3 separate regions of the Sus scrofa genome follow, and regions 1 and 3 are each linked to region 2. Evidence: chromatin contacts called from public Hi-C data. All regions are on one chromosome and are shown on one strand. The core of a region is the stretch at or near the end of the contact, and the rest is flanking DNA. Distances in the headings are between cores, read along the strand shown. Region 1 holds the start of VKORC1 (vitamin K epoxide reductase complex subunit 1). Region 2 holds the start of CCDC189 (coiled-coil domain-containing protein 189). Region 3 holds the start of ZNF689 (zinc finger protein 689).

Evidence for each region. A called contact is a pair of places that touch in the nucleus more often than the background predicts.
Region 1: a Hi-C map of liver shows a contact between it and region 2, with 3 times the contacts expected there. The contact joins the promoter of VKORC1 here to the promoter of CCDC189 in region 2. A contact is called at or near these places in 2 of 5 promoter capture datasets (fetal liver and liver) and 2 of 47 Hi-C or Micro-C datasets (liver and skeletal muscle).
Region 3: a Hi-C map of liver shows a contact between it and region 2, with 4 times the contacts expected there. The contact joins the promoter of ZNF689 here to the promoter of CCDC189 in region 2. A contact is called at or near these places in 1 of 5 promoter capture datasets (liver) and 3 of 47 Hi-C or Micro-C datasets (heart right ventricle, liver and skeletal muscle).

The regions. Positions count from the first base shown.
Region 1 is chr3:17,382,892-17,387,720 of Sscrofa11.1, reverse strand. VKORC1 (vitamin K epoxide reductase complex subunit 1) reads right to left here and starts at 1,491. Exons shown (of 3, transcript XM_003124473.5): 1 at 1,105-1,491; 2 at 184-293. The coding sequence starts at 1,277.
Region 2 is chr3:17,633,687-17,638,022 of Sscrofa11.1, reverse strand. It overlaps CCDC189 (coiled-coil domain-containing protein 189), which reads right to left and starts at 1,869. Exons shown (of 8, transcript XM_013992414.2): 1 at 1,362-1,869; 2 at 1,028-1,059; 3 at 634-699; 4 at 289-458. The coding sequence starts at 1,577. It overlaps RNF40 (E3 ubiquitin-protein ligase BRE1B), which reads left to right and starts at 2,033. Exons shown (of 20, transcript XM_021086412.1): 1 at 2,033-2,164; 2 at 2,274-2,476; 3 at 2,862-3,029; 4 at 3,164-3,305. The coding sequence starts at 2,345.
Region 3 is chr3:17,764,906-17,769,714 of Sscrofa11.1, reverse strand. ZNF689 (zinc finger protein 689) reads right to left here and starts at 2,975. Exons shown (of 3, transcript XM_021086420.1): 1 at 2,411-2,975; 2 at 2,083-2,196. The coding sequence starts at 2,615. LOC110259905 (a long non-coding RNA gene) reads right to left here. Exons shown (of 2, transcript XR_002342364.1): 2 at 3,360-3,606. LOC110259906 (a long non-coding RNA gene) reads left to right here. Exons shown (of 4, transcript XR_002342366.1): 4 at 2,793-4,809.

The DNA of each region.
Region 1 (4,829 bases), core at 242-2,741, 250 kb after region 2:
AGGCTGGTGGCTACAGCTCCGACTCGACCCCTAGCCTGGGAACCTCCATATGCCGCAGGAGCGGCCCAAGAAATAGCAAAAAGCCAAAAAAAAAAAAAAAAAAAAAAAGATTGCCAAGGGATGGGGCTGGGCTGGCCAAGAGGGGAAGGGGCCTGTCACGTCATGAGAGGGTGCAACACTCACCTAACAACAGCTGTAGTGTGTAGAAGATGCAGCCAAATATGCTGTTGGATTGATTGAGGACGCTGTCCTTGCCCAGCACCTGCTCCACCAGTCCGAAGCCCTGGCCCCACCTGGCGGAGGGGAGGCCCCAGGTTAGGAGTGTCAACTGTGGCCCCTGACATGGGAAGAGCATTTCCAGCGAACCACCAGGGCTGTCCTTCCCCTTCTCCCTCTTCCCCCAACCCCCACCTGAGTCCAAGGGTCAATGACCTCCTGGTATGGCCTTTCTTTGGCCACGTCAGGATCCCATGTCACTGCCCCTATCCTCCCCCATCTTCGGGTCAGACCACGCCTGACCATGGCTCCCCCATAGACTGCTCTTTTCATCTTAGACTTTCAATAATTCATAAGATGGCAAGGTGGATATAACTCTTCATCTTGCCTTATGATTACCAGAGACTGGGAAACGAGGGCAGAATCTCCCTGTCCTGGACCCCTAAACTTCCAACATCCTGGCCACGCACTCCCCTCCTCTCTCTTAGGTCATCCCACTAACCCTGGACTCTAGAGCACAGTCGGACCTGGCCACCTTGGCCCCAGGTACGGCCGTCCTCAAGACCATCATCAGTGCCTACACGTGCTCACACCTCCCCGTCGTGCCCAGTCACTGTTATTCCTCGTCATCAGGATCCACGTGCACTCCCTCGAATAACTTCAGTACAAAGCACTATCTGCCCCTTCGGCCTCACACTTCTAACTCGGACACACCCATTTCACCAGGCAACGCCCCCTTGAGCAGCTCGCCCCTGTGCGTCCGCTCCCCGGGCACCCAGATCCCACATTTGAGGATCATCTGGCAACCTGGCCGCCATGCACACCCGGTTCCCATGCACCACTTCTACGAACAGGCAGGTCCCCCAAGCCTTCCACGCGCGCGCGCACCTGGAGGAGAAGACGCGGGAACAACTGATGGCGGTGCCCACGTCGCAGAGAGCGCGGTAATTCCGGTCCCGGGCGCGCGCCGCCTTCACGTGCAGAGCGTAGAGAGACAGCACTAAGCCCGCGAGGCAAAGCGCGAACCGCACCCAGCCAGGATTCCGCCAGGTAGTGCCCATGTCTTCTGGTCCCGCCCGAGTGGTCCCGCCCGAGGCACCAGCCGAAATGGAGCCAGCCACGGAGCAGGGGCGGGGCAGGATCTGGCCACTCCCCCTCTCGCCCCTCTGACTGGGCGATTGGCCTGCTGGTCTCGTACTCCCTGACCTAATTGGTTGTTCCTAGGACTTGGCAGGCGTGCTGCGGCACTAAGAAAACAGTTGAGGAATGCTGGGACTGGAAAACCAGATCAAGGGACGTGGGTATTTACGGATTTGAAGGCCTACCAGGCATGATGGGAGTTGTAGTCTGGGCGGCCGCAATGCCTCACGGGTAATGGAGTCTCCGGAGTTTTAAAAATTATATTGGTTTTTAAATTACAGTATATAGCGCTTATTCTATGCCAAGTCCTGTTCTAACTTTGAAACATCCAAGACCGAGAGACCAGCGGATCAGGGAATCCAGCAAACATAGCGATGCAATCAAGAACCAAGCGTTTTCCCTGAAATTATCTCAAACTTTTTTGGACTCCAACTTTCGATCAGCCTAGCTTGCTTAGCCATTCCCTCCTGCTGCACCAGCGCCTCCTAATGGCCGATTTCTCTCTCCGTTTCTCCCCTACATTCCCAGCTCTGTCACGTCCACCCTACCCTGGACAGTATCTTAACCTCTGTTCTATTGTGGCGCCACCTGGCGAAACCTGAGCCCAGATCAACTCAACAGTCCCTCCTTTCCAAGCCCTCGGTGGGCTAGCTGAGCTCTCCCCTACACAGATGTAGCATCTACTGACTGAAGACCCATCTCACCTATATCTCTTCTTCCTTCCCATTTGCATTAAAACTTTTCACGATTCTTTTTTTTTTTTTTTTTTTTTGACCATGCCTGCCACAGCATGTGGAAGTTCCTGGGCCAGGTATGAAATAGGCGCCACAGCAGCAACCCAAGCTGCTTCAGTGACAACGGCCAGATCTTTAACCCACTGCGCACAAAAGACCTCTCACTTTCCCGCATTTTAGAAGCTGCAACCGTCGTGGCTCAGTGGTTAATGAATCCGACTAGGAACCATGAGGTTGCAGGTTCAATCCCTGGCCTTGCTCAGTGGGTTAAGGATCCGGCGTTGCCATGAGCTGTGGTGTAGGTCGCAGATGTGGCTCCGATCCCGTGTTGCTGTGGCTGTGGTGTAGGTAGGCAGCTACAGCTCTGATTAGATCCCTAGCCTGGGAACTTCCATATGCCACATGAGTGGCCCTAGAAAAGGCAAAATGACAAAAAAAAAAAAAAAAAAAAAAAAAAAAAAAGAAGAAGCTGCAACAAATATCCCTTCACAATCAAATGTTTGGGAAGATTTTACACTGCCAATCTCTTCTTCCTTGCTGCCCAGCACACCATAAACTAGCTCCTGCCCCCAGTATTCCCCTGACAACTAATGCCTGGTGTCCCCAAGATGCCAAATACAATGGATATTTTTCAGTTCTTATCATGCTTGACCTCCCAACAGTATTAGACACTGTTAGGCACACCTTCCTGGGAATTCTCTCTTCCTCTGGCTTCTGTGATATTTCTCCTGCTGGCCCTCCTCTCTCTCTGGCTGCTTCTCTTTTCAGGCCCACTCCTCTTCTTCCAGACAATGTGATCAATGGATTACTGGCTCCCAAAGTTGTCCTTGTCCTAATTCCTGGGACTGGTGAACATGTTAGTTTACATGGAGAATGGGAATTAAGGTTAAGGATGGAATTAAGGTCACAAATCTGCTGACTTTATAACAGATTATCATGTGGGTCCAATGTAATCACAAGGTTCCTTAAAAGCGAAAAGGGGCAGCAGAAAAGAGTGCAAGGGAGTTGTGACTACAGAAGAGAACCCCCGGAAGATGCACTGTTCCTGGCTTTGAAGACAGAGGAAGGGGTGGGGGTGGGGCATGAGCTCTAGAAGAAGCAGGAAAAGGCAAAGACATTGATTCTTAGAATCCCGCCGTGGCACAGTGGGTTAAGAATCCGACTGGAAAGCACAATTTTGATCTCTGGCCTGGGAACTTCCATATGCCCCTCTCCAAAAGATGTAGATTTTTTTTTTTTTTTTGTCTTTTTAGGGCCTCACCCATGGCATGTGGAGGTTCCTGGGCTAGGGGTCTAATCGGAGCTATTGCTGCCAACCTATGCCAGGGCCACAGCAACACCAGATCCAAGCCGCATCTGCGACCTACACCACAGCTCACAGCAACGCCGGATCCTTAACCCACTGAGCGAGGCCAGGATGAACCTGAAACCTCACGGTTCCTAGTCGGGTTCGTTTCCGCTGTGCCACGACAGGAACTCCAGGATGTAGTTTTTTCATTCTGCCTTTCTATAGCTCAAAGAATAAAGCCCAATATTTCTTTCATATGTTTAACAAATGTTTCCTGAGCACCTATTATGCCCCAAGAATCACGTTAGGGGCACAGGATAAATCAGTAAAGCAGATACATACTCTGGTCTTATATTTTAGGAGAAAAAATGAGCAATTAATATAATAAACACATAAAGTATATAGTATGTTGGTGGTGGTAAATGCTACGGATAAAATAAAGAGTAAAGTAGAGGAGTTCCCCTTGTGGCTCAGTGAAAATGAACCTGACTAGTATCCATGGGAATGTGGGTTCAATCCCTGGCCTTGCTCAGTGAGTTAAGGATCCAGCATTGGCGTGAGTTGTGGTATAGTCGAAGACGCAGCTCAGATCCCACGTTTCTATGGCTGCGGTGTAGGCCAGCGGCTACAGCTTTGATTAGACCCCTAGCCTGGGAACCTCCGTATGCCTCAGGTGTGGCCCTTGAAAAAGGCAAAAAGACAAAAAAAAAAAAAAAAAAAAAAGAAGAGAAAAGCAAGAAAAAAGAGTAAAGCAGAGTGAGGGGAATGGAGGTGATTGTAATTTTATTTATTTATTTAGTTTTGTCTTTTTTGGGGCCACATCCATGGCATATGGAGATTCCCAGGCTAGAGGTTTAATCAGAGCTATAGCTGCCAGCCTACACCACAGCCACAACAATGCCAAATCTGAGCTGCATCTGCAACCTACACCACAGCTCATGGCAACACCGGATCCTTAACCCACTGAGCGAGGCCAGGGATCAAACCCAAAACGTCATGGTTCCTAGTCAGATTCGTTAACCACTGAGCCACGACGGGAACTCTGGTGATTGCAATTTTAAATAGGATGGTCAGGCTGGGCAGACATTTGGGCAAAAACTTAGAAGTGAGGGAGTAAGCCATGTGGAAATCTAGGGGAAGGGTGTTCCAGACAGAGGGAACAGCCGGCGAGGGTCTTGAGGTGCAATGTGCCTGATATATTTAGGGAACAACAGGTGGGCGAATGTGGCAGGAGTACGGTAGTGGGGTTAGTGAGGATGGAAAGAGGAAGCCGAGCCTTTTAATCTTTCTGGGCCTCTGTTCTCTCATCTGTAAGATGGCGATAATAATAGTACCTACCTCAGAGGGATGTTATGAAGATGAAATGAATACATGTCACGCTCTAGAAGAGTGTCTCACCAGGGCTACAGAGTTATTCTGGAGTTGGACTCAGGGAGTGCATGTCCAACGTC
Region 2 (4,336 bases), core at 620-3,119:
AGGATCTGGCATTGCTGTGGCTGAGGTGTATGTAGGCTGGCAGCTGTAGCTCCGATTTGACCCCTAACCTGGGAACTTCCGAATGCCATGGGAGTAGCGCTTAAAAGAAAAAAAAAAATAGGAAATGGAGGATTTGAAAGGTGAGGTGAGATAAGTTGTGTGTGATGATACTCCTAGTAATGTCAGAACCATGGTTTCAGGTGGTAATCCTGCTTTGACTCCCCTGGTCACTTGTGCCATCCTCCTCCTCTGCCCTGGACTCAACTCTCGGGTAGCCTCTCCTCTTACCGATACAGGCCTTGTGAAGATCTTGGAGCAGGGCACAAGCTGTTGATGTCTGCTCCAGTGAGAAGCCCTGATGGCGGCAGAAGATGAGTATGTGGGAGAAGAGGTCCAGGGTGATGGCATCTCGCAGGTTCTGCTCAGGACAGCTGAGCCCCAACAACTCAGCCAGCACCCTTGGGAAGGAGAGAGGAAGGAATGAGTGGCAACTAGAGTCTCCCTTCATCTCCCTTCACCACCCTACACTAAGTCACAAGGTGCTTTGGAGCCAGGCATTCCTCATGCCTTCCCAGCCCACTGCCTCAGCCTTCTCCAAGAGCCAGTTCTTCCTGTCCCTACTCCCCGCCATACTCCCTCATCTCCTCCACGTTGGTTGTCTTCTCCAGCCTCTGCATGGAATGGATGTCGAGGTACTTCCTATCATAGGAAAAGAGGGGAAAAGGTGTTGGCCATTATGCATTAGTCTTAGGACAAGGCTATGATGGCTAGAGCGTAGGACTGGGAAGCAAGAGACCTGAGTTAAGAGGTTTGGCTCTTCCACTAACTCGCTGTGTAACTTTATAACAAAGTCACTGAGGCAGCGGGAGACCTGGCTTATAGTCATCTTGGGTAATTGTATCTCTGGGCCTCAGTCTCCTTGTCTGTAAAATGGGAATTCCGTCCTGTTTGACAGGCTCGTAAGGAAGCGCTAAAGGAATAATACAAGTGTGAAGGGTAACTTTCCCTCAAAGCTCTTCACACTCACCATATGCAGATCCGGGGCTGGGGTAGCGGCGGCTGCGGGAGAGAAAGCGGATTGGGAAAGGCAGAGCTGCGTTGTTAGTCCTGGCCCGTGGTTCTTTGCCCTTGGTGAATCTCTGGTGGTCTAACAACGCGATACCTTGCCTTCTCATCTTAAAAACTGTGTACTAGCAATACCGGCGGGCTGGGCTTCGGCGATCCCTAAGTACTATTCATGAGCGTATTGACAAGCAGTTCAAGCCTGCCTCTTCACCAAGGCAGCCCGGGAAACAAACGGCCCCCTGCCTGGGAGCCCTTTTATAAACATTCATGAGCAGACCACTCTGACCTGTCCTCACCGGGAACAAGTTGGCTGCAGGATCTTCATTCGCATCCACTGAGGCCACGGTCCCTGACTCGGTCCGCACTCCTGTTCCCATCCTCTTGGCCGATTCATCCAACGAGCTGAGGTCCTTCTCATGGTCTTTCTCATGTTCTCGCCGCAGTTCGGAGTGCTGGTCCAGCTCCGACCGCCTTTTCAGTCGCCGGAATTGGCTGGATTTCCGGCGGATCATCTGGTCGCTCCTCTGTGTCGCGGGTCCCCACCGTCTTTATCCTGCCTCGGTTCTGGGACAGCCGATCTCGGGCGGCGACTGCCAAGGCCTGGCCCTTATCGACGCTTCAGCCAATCTACGCTGCAGAGAGGCCGGGTACAGCCAATCGGCTGGGGGCGTCCCTCCGTCTCAACGGTGACGGTTGCTAAGGAGGATCCAGTAGGAAGGGAGAAAGTGTACCGTGCTCGCCAAACTGTGAGAAGAGAATGCGCATGCATAATAAGATGCAAACCCCGCCCCGGTGCCCTCTCTTCGAAGTTGTTAATCTGAGGCAGGCGGCGTTATTAGGACTGCGGAGTGGAAGTGTGTTGTCAGTTACCATGGCAACTGCCTACCGGCCAATCACTGAGAGAAAGAGGAGGTGTTCAGAAAGAAACCAAACGGACGCAAGAGGAGGAACAAAGCACAACCAATAGAAACAGGAACTGGAGAAGATTTCGCCACATCCGGCGCTGCCTCTGGCGCCTGCGCTCTGTGCTGGGGGGCGGGGGTGCCCAGTGACGTCCGGTGAAGTCCAAGATGGCGGCGCTAGGCTGATCCTGCTGCTGGTGAGGGGCCCGGGGCCGGCGGGGCGGGGTCCGGCAGCTGTGTGCGGGGGTAGGCTCGTGGCTGCGGACCTCCGTCCCCTTCCCCAGCTCTACTCTCTGTCTTCTGCAGGTGACGGAAGTGCCGAGTCCGCCTGCCTGACGTCCTCGAGAGACCGGGGGCCGCTCCTCGCCGCCGCGGCCATGTCTGGGCCCGGCAACAAACGCGCCGCCGGCGATGGGGGCTCGGGGCCCCCAGAGAAGAAGCTGAACCGCGAGGAGAAGACAACAACAACGCTTATAGAGCCCATTCGTCTTGGGGGCATCTCTTCCACGGTTCGTGGGCTCCTGCCCCAGCCCGCCCAACTTCCCAGAACCGTTTTCCCAGTTCCCCAAGTTTAACCAGATCCACTTTACAGAGCATTCTGTTGAAGGAAACCTAGGACATGACGTCTGCCTTCCCCTCGCAGATAGGCAAACAGGTTCCCAGAGAGCGTGTGACAGACATGTCAGACTTCAGGTAGAAAGAGGCAGGAGCAGAACGTGACGCTCCTTACAAACAAGACGCTTCCTCCGTGGGTGTCTGAGCTTTGTATGTCCTGTTAGCAGTCTGCTCCCCTCTCACATCCGTTCTATCTGCTTTCCTTTGTCTCTTTCTCTGATTGGTTTCTTGGGCCCTTCTTGACCCTCTCTCTCCTCGGCCCCTCTGTTTCCTTGGTAGGAGGAGATGGACCTGAAGGTTCTGCAGTTCAAGAACAAGAAACTAGCAGAGCGATTGGAACAGAGACAGGCTTGTGAAGATGAACTCCGAGAACGAATTGAGAAACTGGAGAAGAGGCAGGCTACAGATGATGCCACACTCCTCATTGTCAATCGCTACTGGGCCCAGGTGAATGCCCCTCTCCTTTACAAGACTGGGCTTTGATCCAGCTGCCAGTTCTCAGACTTCTCTGTTAGAAAGGGAGTATCATGCTAGGAAGCACCTGAGGGATTCCTAACATTTTTGGTGCTTTCTCCTTTCAGCTGGATGAAACTGTGGAAGCCCTTCTCCGACACCATGAGAGCCAGGGGGAGCTGTCTTCAGGGCCAGAGGCGCCTGGGACCCAGGAAGGGCCAACGCGTGATGAGACCCCTCTCACAGAGCCAGGAACATCGGAGCTGAGGGGTAGGGCCAGAACCCTAGGATCTAGGAAGCTTAATTAAGTTCTGGGAAAGGTCCTGGAGAGGAAAGGATCTTGATAATCAGGCTGCTGAATTCCCTGCCTATACAAACACACACACACACAATTGATTTTATATTTGGGCAGCAAATCACAGTGGATAAGAACAGAGACTTTGGAATCTGAATGACTTGGTTAAGAGTACAATTCAGGTTTTATTTATTTATTTTTTTTGTCTTTTTGTCTTTTTGTTGTTGTTGTTGCTATTTCTTGGGCCACTCCCGCGGCATATGGAGGTTCCCAGGCTAGGGGTTGAATCGGAGCTGTAGCCACCGGCCTACGCCAGAGCCACAGCAACGCGGGATCCGAGCCGCATCTGCAACCTCCACCACAGCTCACGGCAACGCCGGATCGTTAACCCACTGAGCAAGGGCAGGGACCGAACCCGCAACCTCATGGTTCCTAGTCGGATTCGTTAACCACTGCGCCACGACGGGAACTCCCAATTCAGGTTTTAAAAGTATTACATGTATTTGTATTATGACTGTGTACTTGGCACTGGTGTAGATTTGGAGGAGACAAAGATAGTTAAAAAAAAAAAAATTACTGGGAGTTCCCTGGTGGCTCAGTGGGTTAAGGATTGGCACTGTCACTGTGTGGATGAGTTCGAATCCTGGCCTGGGAACTTTTGCATGCCGTGGGTGTGGCTGGGAAAAAAAAAAAAAGGAAAAGAAACACTGTCTTAGCTATTAGGGTGAAAGTGACTGTAAACCACACACACACATAAAAGCAGAAGGGCTCCTGAATGGGAATTGGTATGTGTGCACTAATTTATTTATTTATTTATTTATTTTTGTCTTTTGTCTTTTTTGTTGTTGTTGTTATTGTTGCTATTTCTTGGGCCGCTCCCACGGCATATGGAGGTTCCCAGGCTAGGGGTTGAATCGGAGCTGTAGCCACCAGCCTATGCCAGAGCCACAGCAACGCGGGATCCGAGCCGTGTCTGCAACCTACACCACAGCTCACGGCAATGCCG
Region 3 (4,809 bases), core at 1,726-4,225, 130 kb before region 2:
CTGTGGTGTAGGTTGCACATGCGGCTCGGATCCTGTGTTGCTGTGGCTCTGGCGTAGGCCAGTGGCTACGGCTCCAATTAGAACCCTAGCCTGGGAATCTCCATAGGCTGCGTGAGCGGCCCCGGAAAAGGCAAAAAGACACACACACACACAAAATTAAAAAGTTTTTGGAGTTCCTGCCGTGGCTCAGCCGTTAATGAACCTGACTAGTGTCCATGAGGACGCAGGTTTGATCCCTGGCCTTACTCAGTGGGTTAAGGATCCAGCATTGCTGGTTGTAAATGTGTATCAGATCCAGCATTGCTGTGGCTGTGGTGTGAAAACAAATGCAAGAAGTGAAAACTAATGAGGTAGGAATTAGCAATAACTAGGTCATGAGGCCCCCTAAACCAATGCTTCTCAAATTTTATTGGGAACCAAATCGTTTGGAGGCTGTAATGAAACAGACTGCTGAGCTCCACTTCCAGCTTTGGATTCAGCCCGTCTAGGGTGTGCCCCAAGAATCTGCCTTTTCTAATATATTCCCAAATGCTGCTGTTGCTTCTGGTGTCTTAAGGCCACAGAGAACCAAACCAGAAACCTAAGGGTTCACTCAAATTAACTGAAGCGATTATTTAAAAACAAAAAACAAAAACGAAAACACACACCAAACTTCCCTGGTGTCCTAGCGTTGGCATTGTCACTCCTGTGGCTAAGGTTTGATCCCTGGCCTGGGAACTTCTGTAGGCCGTGGACACAGACAAAAGGAAAACGGATTAGTTCCCACTGTGGCATAATGGAATCAGAAGCATCTCGGGAGCACTGGAACACAGGTTTGATCCCCTGCTGGGCACAGCAGGTTAAGGATCGGGCACTGCCTCAGCTGGGGTTTAGGTCGCAGCTGAGGTTGGGACCTGATGCCTGGCCCAGGGAACTCCATATGCCTCAGGGTGGCCAAAAAAAAGTTCCCGTTGTGGCGCAGCGCTAATGAACCCAACTAGTATCCATGAGGACGTGGGTCCGATCCCTGGCCTCGCTCAGTGGGTTAAGGATCTGGCGTTTCTATGGCTGTGGTGTAGGCCAGCAGCTACAGCTCCGATTAGACCCCTAGCCTGGGAACCTCCATATGCCTCGGATGCAGCCGTAAAAAGACAAAAAAAAAAAAAAGTTCCCCAAGTGACCTAGTTATAACCGACAGCAATTTGACAACCTGACTTGGTGAAAACTTAAAAGTTTTTAAGCAAGGAAATACCATGTCAGATTTGAATCTTAGAAAGACAGCCCCGCTCTTAGACAATCTGGCACAGAAGCTCCGGACAGTTGCAGCTGCCCCTGTGGGTGGATGTGGGGCTCTTCTACCTGCACGGCCTTTATCAGGGCCTTGCCTGATCCTGAGGAGAGCTGCAGATTCCTGCACTCATCAGGGTCATCCTGCCAGAAGGGCAAAAACAGGCCCTGCACCCCAGACCCCGTGCTACATAAGATCCCTTCAACCCAACCCCAGAAAACTCAAGAGGTGTAGTATCTTAGTCACAGCCTAGTTCAAAGCAGGCAGAAGGCAGAGTCCTAAAAGTAGGCAGAAGGATAGTAGCTCTTTCTCTTTTTTTATGGCCACATCTGCAGCATAAGGAAGTCCCCAGGCTAGGGGTCCAATTGGAGCTGCAGGCCATGGCCACAGCCACACCGGATCCCAACTGTATCTGCCAGCTATACATCATGGCTTAGCAGCAACACCAGATCCTTAACCCCACTGAACAAGGCCAGGGATCGAACTGGAATCCTTGGGGGGTACTGGTTGGGTTCTTAACTTGCTGAGCCACAACAGAGAACTCCAGTAGCTCTTTTTTTAAAAAAAAAAAAAAAAAAAAAGCTCAGGGATCCACTCACACAACAGACAACCGCAGGTGGTTAGTTTACAAACTGACAAGTGTATCGTTGGTGGAGGGAGGGACTCACCATCAATGAGACAAGAACCCCTAAGCTGTGAAAATGAACACAGTCAGTGGAGCATTACAGCATAGGTCATCGGTACCCCTGGCCACCAAAACACTGGACCAAGTCATTAGAGGCTGCAAACCCTCCACAGAGGCATCTTTCACTCACTTCTCTGGACTGTTACCCCCCTTGGGCACTCCTGTGGATCCAGGGCAGCCGGTTCCCAATCATCGGTATTTCGTTCCAACCAGGAGATGAGGGATGGTTTGGGACCTGCGCACCCTGGGGAAGGAGAACCAGTCAGAGGCCCAGATCGTCCACAACGCTGGGTAGATACATCTACCCGGTGCATCTCCTGCCAAGCCCCCGTCCTCCTCCCTTCACACAACCTGGTCGCAGGCCAGGACCTCGGACACTCTGGTCTCCCTGCCCTTCCCCCGCCCCCCATCTCCTCCATCCCTTCGGCCCCGCGGAAGCGGACTGGGCCGGGCCTCACCGAGCGAGCCCAGGTGGCCGTAGGTCTCCCGCATCACGTCCCGGTACAGGGCCCTCTGCGCGGGCCGCAGACACCCCCACTCCTCCGGGGAGAAGTACACGGCCACGTCCGCGAACTTCACCGCCCTTGGCCTCCTTCCCCTTCTCCGGCCGGGTCCGGCCTCTCCCGCTCCCCGCGCGGGGAGCGGAGCGGAAGGCCGCGCCATTGGGCCCGAGAAGCCGGCGCCACGACCGTCCCCGTCCCGGCCTCGGCCCCTGGGAGCTGGCTGGCCCCGAGGTTTGGGAGCCCCCGCCGGACCCGGGCGGAGCGTGCCCAGGGAGGCCCGGAGGGAACCGGAATCGGCCGCCTGCGGGGCTAACGGAAACCTTTCGCTGTTATTCAGGAAACTCCTGCCCGAACTTGGGTGAAAGGCACCGGAAGATGCCTTCGGGGAAAATGGCGGCGCCGCTACTGCACCGCCTTTGCCTGAAACACAGGCAGCTTCCAGCTATCGATTTTATTGACCGGAGCGCCATGCCGGCTTCCTAACCTCTTTGCCCTCAAGTGTGATGGCGCTGCGATTGGGCTTCACGCCCTTTTTCCCCCATTCCACGAGCTCATTGGGCGGCGACCGAAGATCGAGCATTCTGATTGGGTGATGCCAAAAGCGGCCTGTTTAAATGAAGCCAACGGAAACGTAAGGGCAGGGAGTTGGACTCGGCGTTAGGCGACTGCCGTGAGTCTGGAGGCGCCAAGGGCGACCCCACTTGGGATCTGTAAAGATCCCCCGATAAGCCGAGGTAGGGAAGGATTTGTGCGACGGAGCCACTCTGGCCAACCCGGGTCTGAGATTTCCCTGGTTTGCCTTATAGTGGCTTTCTCAGAGAAGCCTTCGAGGCAGATAGCGTGTAACTACCTTGTGGCCTTTTAGGGAGGAGAATTGGGCTCAAGTACCACGCCCAGCACATCACACATTTCGTCTTATTTATTTTTTGTTACCATTGTGTGAAGGGATGATTATCAACCTAGTTCTACTAACTAAGAAAATCTCAGAGGGGTCCTGCTAGTAAGGAAAGCGAGCAAAGATTTTGTCCATTGAAAAAAAACGCAGGACCTAAAAATTGCACGTTGGGGACTTTGCTGAGCACTGCAACCTCCCAGATAGCTCCGAGGAACTGCTCCAGAGAGGCAGGAGCCAGGATATATAGCAGTTTTTCCTGAAAAAAATAGAAGTTTTATTCTTTATAAAACTTCACACACACACACACACACACAGCCACGCGACATTTAGCCATCGATTTTGTTGAGGCCTGGTTATACATTGGCTAATGCAAGAGGCATTAATCTTATAAAACACAATACACAAGATATAAGTAATATAGATAATAACATTAATATGTTCATAGGAGTTCCTGCTATGGCACAGTGGGTTAAGAATCTCACTGCAGGAGTTCCCATCATGGCTCAGTGGTTAACGAATCTGACTGGGAACCCTGAGGTTGTGAGTTCGATCCCTGGCCTTGCTCAGTGGGTTAGGGATCCGGCATTTCCATGAGCTGTGGTGTAGGTTGCAGACACGGCTCGGATCCCCGCGTTGCTGTTGCTGGATTGGACCCCTAGCCTGGAACCTCCATATGCCGCAGGAGCGGCCCAAGAAATGGGAAAAAAAAAGACCAAAAAAAAAAGAATCATCACACTGCAGCTGCTCAAGTTGCTGCCCAGGTATGGGTTCAATCCCCAGTCAGATGCAGTGAATCCTGTGTGCGGCATAGGTCTCAGATGCAGCTTGGATTCAACTGCCAACCTGGAAACTTCCATATAACGCAGTTTTGTCTGTTTAAAAAAAAAAAAAGAAGCGTTCTCGTGGCTCAGCAGTGATGAACCTGACTAGTATCCATGAGGACTTGGGTTCGATCCCTGGCCTTGGTCAGTGGCTTAAGGATCTGGCGTTGCCATGAGCTGCATTGTAGGTCACAGATGTACTCGATCCCATGTTACTGGGGCTGTGGTGTAGGCCTGCAGCTGTAGCTCCAATTCGACCCCTAGCCTGGGAATCTCCATATGCCGCACCTGCAGCTGTAAAAAGAAAAAAACAAAACCCAAAGCAACCTGCAGTAAGCCTTCATTGAGTTCTACTCTGTCCAAGGATGGTGACTGTTACCTGAACAAATTACTGGGGAAGCACGTGGAATTCCATGATTGTCCCCCAAAAGGCAGAGTCCCTCCTCCTAATAGCTTTCCAGATCGCTAACTCAGTGGGACCAATGACTTTGGTCTATGAACAGGTAGGATGTAAGGAGAGCAGTGCTGTTCGATATACATTTGTTGACTAAACACCTGAATTCCATGGCTGTGAAATCTCGGGCACAAGGCAGAACTTCAGGAAAGTTCTAATGTAGTACAGGATACACTTAGGGTAA